2 separate regions of the Anser cygnoides genome follow, and region 2 is linked to region 1. The links are chromatin contacts, called in public Hi-C maps. All regions are on one chromosome and are shown on one strand. The core of a region is the stretch at or near the end of the contact, and the rest is flanking DNA. Distances in the headings are between cores, read along the strand shown.

The links. A called contact is a pair of places that touch in the nucleus more often than the background predicts.
Region 2: a contact with region 1 is called in a Hi-C map of liver, with 1.8 times the contacts expected there. The contact joins the promoter of FOXO3 here to the promoter of SESN1 in region 1. A contact is called at or near these places in 3 of 7 Hi-C or Micro-C datasets (granulosa cells and liver).

Annotation. Positions count from the first base shown.
Region 1 is chr3:73,546,840-73,549,590 of Taihu_goose_T2T_genome, reverse strand. It overlaps SESN1 (sestrin 1), which reads right to left and starts at 1,379. Exons shown (of 11, transcript XM_066993170.1): 1 at 950-1,379. The coding sequence starts at 1,276. It overlaps CEP57L1 (centrosomal protein 57 like 1), which reads left to right and starts at 1,364. Exons shown (of 12, transcript XM_048081085.2): 1 at 1,364-1,494.
Region 2 is chr3:73,882,754-73,885,504 of Taihu_goose_T2T_genome, reverse strand. FOXO3 (forkhead box O3) reads left to right here and starts at 1,343. Exons shown (of 3, transcript XM_048079166.2): 1 at 1,343-2,751. The coding sequence starts at 2,543.

The DNA.
Region 1 (2,751 bases), core at 130-2,629:
AACAGTATGATCCTCGAACCTTTCTCATATATACAACATACATACACTTACAGCTTTTACTGGTAAAATCTGCCTCAAGAAAAATGCCCCATACAGTTCACACTGTATAATTTCAATTATACTGTATTTATCACATTGCACACTATCGAGAAGTTCTACAAAATAAGTCTCTGTCAGCTTCAATAATCCAAACCAAGAATTTCTTTGAATCAGTTCAAAGTAGAACAGAGCCAAAAAATGGAACTAGCTACAAGTTCCTTCAAAACCTATATATATATATAGGCACAGGGACATTTTTCTTCCTTTGCTTCCCCCATATGAAGACTGTTAATGTTCAAGGGGAAAAAGCACAATAGCGGGAATCAGGGAGCTAGTGCTGAGTACAGCTCTATGTATGTGCTTGCGAGTAAAAGACATACCTTAATTTCCTTTTCCTACCCCGCAGAAAGCAGTATTTTTAGCAGAGCCGCCGTACCCTTTGATGCACGCGGAATTTCAGGACCTTTGCAAAAGCTGTAGGTGAGCAAGCAAATTGCGATGCCAGCGACTATAATTAGACTGTTAACAGTGGAAGAGTACAAAGTAACATTTATTTTTGTTAGCACAGCAGGTCAGTAAAGTTAATCCTGTGCTGGCTGGACTGCTTATGGGTTGGGAAGGAAAGAAAAGTTTGGAGAAGGTATATACCAACGGATGTTTAGACCCAAATCTTTCCTGTTTTTGCACGAGGCGCTCTGGGGGTACCCCAGCCCGGTTAGCACCGAAAGGCGCCCGAGCTGTCACAGAACCACGGAGTATCCCGAGCTGGAAGGGACCCCTAAGGACCATCGAGTCCAACTCCTGCCCCGGCAGCCCCGCAGCCGGCCCTCGCCTCCCTCCGTCCCTCCCTCACGCCCTGCGGGGCGAGCACGGCTGCGGGCCGAAGGCTGCGGGCTCCTCGGGCGCTCACCTGCACGCCGCTCAGGATGGCCTCGCTCTTCTCCCTCACGTCGCGGAACGGGCAGCGCTTGGCCAGCATGAGCAGCCGGGCCAGCACCCGGGGAGCGGCGGCCGCCCCGCCGCGGCGGAGCACGGCTTGCCCGACGTGCTCCAGGGCGGCGGCGCGGGCGGCGGCGTCGCGGCTGCACAGCCCGTCCCAGCGCACGTCGCCCTCCCGCTCCTCCATGGAGCCCCCCCGCCGCCTCAGCAGCCCCGCGGCGGACGCCCCATGGCGGAGCCGCGGCAGCCGACCCGCCCCCGAGGAGAACGAGCCCGCAGCCCGCTGCCCGCACCGCATCGGCGGGGGAGCGGCGCCGCCAACCGCCGCCCAACGGCCGCCACCGCGGGGGCTTCGCCTCCGGCCGGCCACCACCCCGCGGCGCCGGCGGCTCCGCCCCGCCCCGGAGCGCGGAGGGGAGGGGACGCCCCGCCCCAGCGGGCGATGGACGCGCCCGACAGGCAATCGCCTTGCAGCGCTCATCGACGGAGGCCCAGCCGGAGCGGGGAGCGGCGTCTGTGAGGAGGGGTGTTGGGGGTTGTAGTCCGGCTGGAGGGCGGCGCTGTGCGTTTGGCGGGAGGGGGAACTACGCGTCCCAGGAGGCAGCGCGAGGCGAGGCGGGGAGGGGAGGGGAGGGGAGGGGAGGGGAGGGGAGGGGAGGGGAGGGGAGGGGAGGGGAGGGGGCTGGCGGTGCTCGGCGCCGCTCCGCCTGAGCCCGGTGTGCCGGTATCGCGGTGGGGCGGCCCCGGGACGGGTGAGGGAGGAGGAAAGTGACTGTTATTTCTGCACCGGGGCTCGTCGGGGGCCACTCTCTTCCCTCCCCAAGTCAGATTTTTCAAAATTTTTCACTCCGCAAACAGGTTTTTATTTTTTTCTTAAAAAAAAAAAAGCAAAAACAGGAAGAAAATAAAGTTCTGAAGTTTGTGTTAGCAAAAACAAATAATTAATAGTAATAATAATAAAATAATAGGCCTTGAGCGACCAGAATCGCTTATCAAGTAGGTATGTGCTGCCTTTGGTGTAGCCTAAGTAAACACAGTAGCGGGGAAGACAAACAGCGCGTGTCCAAGCACAGCGGCCTTCCAAATCGAAAATAAAACAGCAATAAAAATAAAGAAAATCCCTAAAATATTCAAATTGAGCACCAGGTCCCCGATGTTTTGATGCAGGTGAGGCCCACGCTGCTGCCCTGTGGGCAGCCTTGCTGTTGCCCTGGCCGCAGGGACTCCTTCCTTCCTTTGTGCAGGAAACAAGGCTTTTTTTTTTATAAAGTTAATTTTCAGCCCAGTCAGCTCCCTGAGCCAATGTGCCTCCTGGCACTGCTCCTGGGGCTGACAGAGGAGCAGGAAGCGTGCAGGCAGGGGCAGAGCCACCCAGGTGCAGCTGCCACCCCCAAGCCACCAGTTTGGAGCATACTGAAAGGCTAGAGAGCACTTGTAGGTAAATCAAAAACAAGACATCGGCCATATGTGGCCTGGCATAGTTATTTTGCATTTATGGCATGCATGTTTCCTGCTCAGACATTCAAAACTCAGACCTGAAGTTCAATACAGATCAGAAATACGTAGAAACTCGGACTCCAGGCGCAGAGCTTGGACCAGCTCACAAAAACTAGCCATCAACAGCTCCTTTATTTGCAAACAATCTGCTTTCTCCATCAGACGTTCCTTTCATTATCCTGGCACAGTTTCTCCAAAACTTGCAAAACAATCTATCATTACCTGTAGTTTTCAAGGCAGACCAATCTCTTTTTTTCCCCATTCCTCCTATAAAAA
Region 2 (2,751 bases), core at 94-2,593, 340 kb before region 1:
AGCTGCTAAATAACGCACACAACGCCAGCATCCCGGCCGCACGGTAGCTGGTGGTGTCCTTCTGAGAGACTGAGCTGCCTCGCATTCCCAAAAGGGGCCGTGTCGCAACGAAAGCCACAGCAGGGCACGCGATGTTGTGACCCAAAATGGAGTTGCAGTGAAAATTATTTCCATGACCCGAACCTGCATTTATTCTGATTAATTCAGTGTCTCCTGCTATATTTAGACAACTGAGGATTAATTGTATGCATGCTGAAACGCTGTCCCTGGTAATAAAATCACGCTGAACTACTCCTAACAAGTGCCACTTGAATTCCAAACCTAACTGGAGCCTGAGGGCTGTTGCCCTTACTTAGCAGGACGTGTAAGGCATCCAGGATCAGGGCCTTACTGCTTTCTGATCGAACCGAACGGTTTTCAAACCTCATCGCTCATCTGTGATGCCAGATAAATCAGGAATAATTTGTCTAGAAAATAGTAGTTCTACCGAGAAATGCTTCAGAAGCACACGTACTTTTTGTCTGGTGCCCGAGTCGACCCTGTTTTTGCCCTGAATCTAGTCCATGATGAGGCTGACCCAAGACCAGGCAAGAACTGATACGTACACGTCGCTATGTACTGTATTTATAACTACATCCGTATTAATAGCTCTATATTCTTCGGCTTTGTGGGTCAGCCCTTTTCCCAACCCGTAATTAGCTGCGTCGTCAAGCGAGCTGCTTCGGCGGGCTTTCTGCAACAGCGTGTGCTCAGGGCAGCGGGACTGCGCTCACGTGGGCGCGCGTCTGGGTGCGCTCCCTTATCACCCACGGGCTGAACAGAAGTTGTGAAAAGCGGCAGGATAAATCGGACTCCAGAAATAAAGCTTGCCACTGTAACTCGTACACAAATTTATGTCCAGTGAGAACAATTTGGAGGGGAAGCAGCGCAGCTGCGACAGCCAGAGCTGGCTTTAAGGTGAAGTGAGGTGCTGAAGATGGGTTGAACATGACAAGAAAACCCAAGGTATGGATTTGCGTCAATTAAAAAACACATGAAGTGAGGAATGAGGGGTTTCTCAAAGCATTACGGCGCGCTTCGCACACCTTAGCACCTCCCACAGCCCACCGACCCAGCACCCAGCCTCTCGGGCCGGCCTCCAAATCCCCCCAAACTCCCCCCACATTCCCTCAGCGACTAGAGGAGGAGCTGGGGGGACAGCACCGGCCGTCCAAGCGGCCGCCCCGACCCCACCCCGTCCCACCCCATCCCCGTCCCCGGTCCCCCCGCGTCCCGCCCCGTCGGGGCGGCCCCTGCGCAACACCGCCCGTGGGCGGGCCACGCCGCGCCGTGCGGTTAGGTTGCGGCTCCCTGCGTGCGCCTATAACTTTGTGTTGCTGCCCGCGGTTGTTAGGAGGAGGGATGTGCAAGGAGCCGGCGGCCAGCCGGGTGACAGCCTGCCGCTGCCGCCGCTCGGGAGGGCTGCGGCAGCCCGGTTGCGCGCCGCCGGATCGCTCGGCTCTCGCCGCTCGCTCGCGGAGGCTCCGCCGCTTTCGCCTCCTTCGCCTTTAAAGGGAAGGCTCCGAGGAGCCCAAGGCGCAGGAGCAGGAGGAGCAGGAACCGTGCGGCAGCGCTGCTTTTGCCTCCCCGGCAATTGGGATCGCTGCTGCTGCTGGCGCGGAGGTGGCCGCGGACACCCCCCCCCCCCCCCGCCGCCTGCATCCCCTCCCGGTGCGGCTCTCTCCCGCTGCCTCCTGTGCCCGGGCTTGGGAAATGACTTGAGCGAAGGGGGGAAAACTGTCAAGATGGCAGCAGCAGGAGCAAGGAGGTTATGAATGTGGTGTTGATGCTGGAACAAAACCCATTCTCTTTGGCAGCCCTAGGGAGGGCTTAAAGCTTCTGGACCTGTTGGAAGACCGGTGATTTGATTTGCTCCTCTTGTGGTCGCCGTCACCCTGCGAGAAGAAGGATTTTATTTTTGATCTGATTTTTTCCTGAAACCGACCGGCCCCGGGGTGGCCTTCGCCCGCCCGCCGCGAGATTCTGGGGGGTCTCGGGGGGCACTGCGAAGTGACGGGCTCACGCTAGCATGCACCTGGACGGCCGCAAAGACTTGGGCTCCCTTTAGGGCGCTCCGAAGAAGGGGGAAAAAAAAAAAAAAAAAAGTCTCGGCTGTACCCCGAAGGACCGGAGGCTCCGGGACCGGGGGGGGTCCTCTCTCTCCCGGCTGAGCGCCGCGTGCCCCCGCATGGAGTGAAACAACCCGAGGCAGCGCGGCGGACCCCCTGGCCGCTCTCCGTCCGATTTGTTTTCCTCGCTTCCTCCTTCTTCTTCTTTTCGCCCTCCCCCCCGGCTCCCCCTTCTCCTCCTCCTCCTCCTCCCCTCCTCCGTGCGCATCGCCCGCGGGGAGCGGGGCTCGGGCGGCTCGGGGAGCGGCATGCCCGCCCGCTAGGCGCCCGTCGGCACCGAGGAGGCGGCGGCGGCGGCGGCGGAGGAGGAGGAGGAGCGGGGTCGGCGGCCGCCCGCCCCGTCGCCGCCGCAGCCGGCCCGGGGGGAGGCCAAGATGGCAGAGGCGTCGCCCCCCGCCCCGCTCTCGCCGCTGGCCGTGGAGCTGGACCCCGAGTTCGAGCCGCAGAGCCGCCCCCGCTCCTGCACCTGGCCCCTGCAGAGGCCCGAGCTGCAGGCCAGCCCCGCCAAGCCCCCGGGCGAGCCGCCCGCCGACGCCGCCTCCATGATCCCCGAGGAGGAGGACGACGACGACGAGGGGGGCGG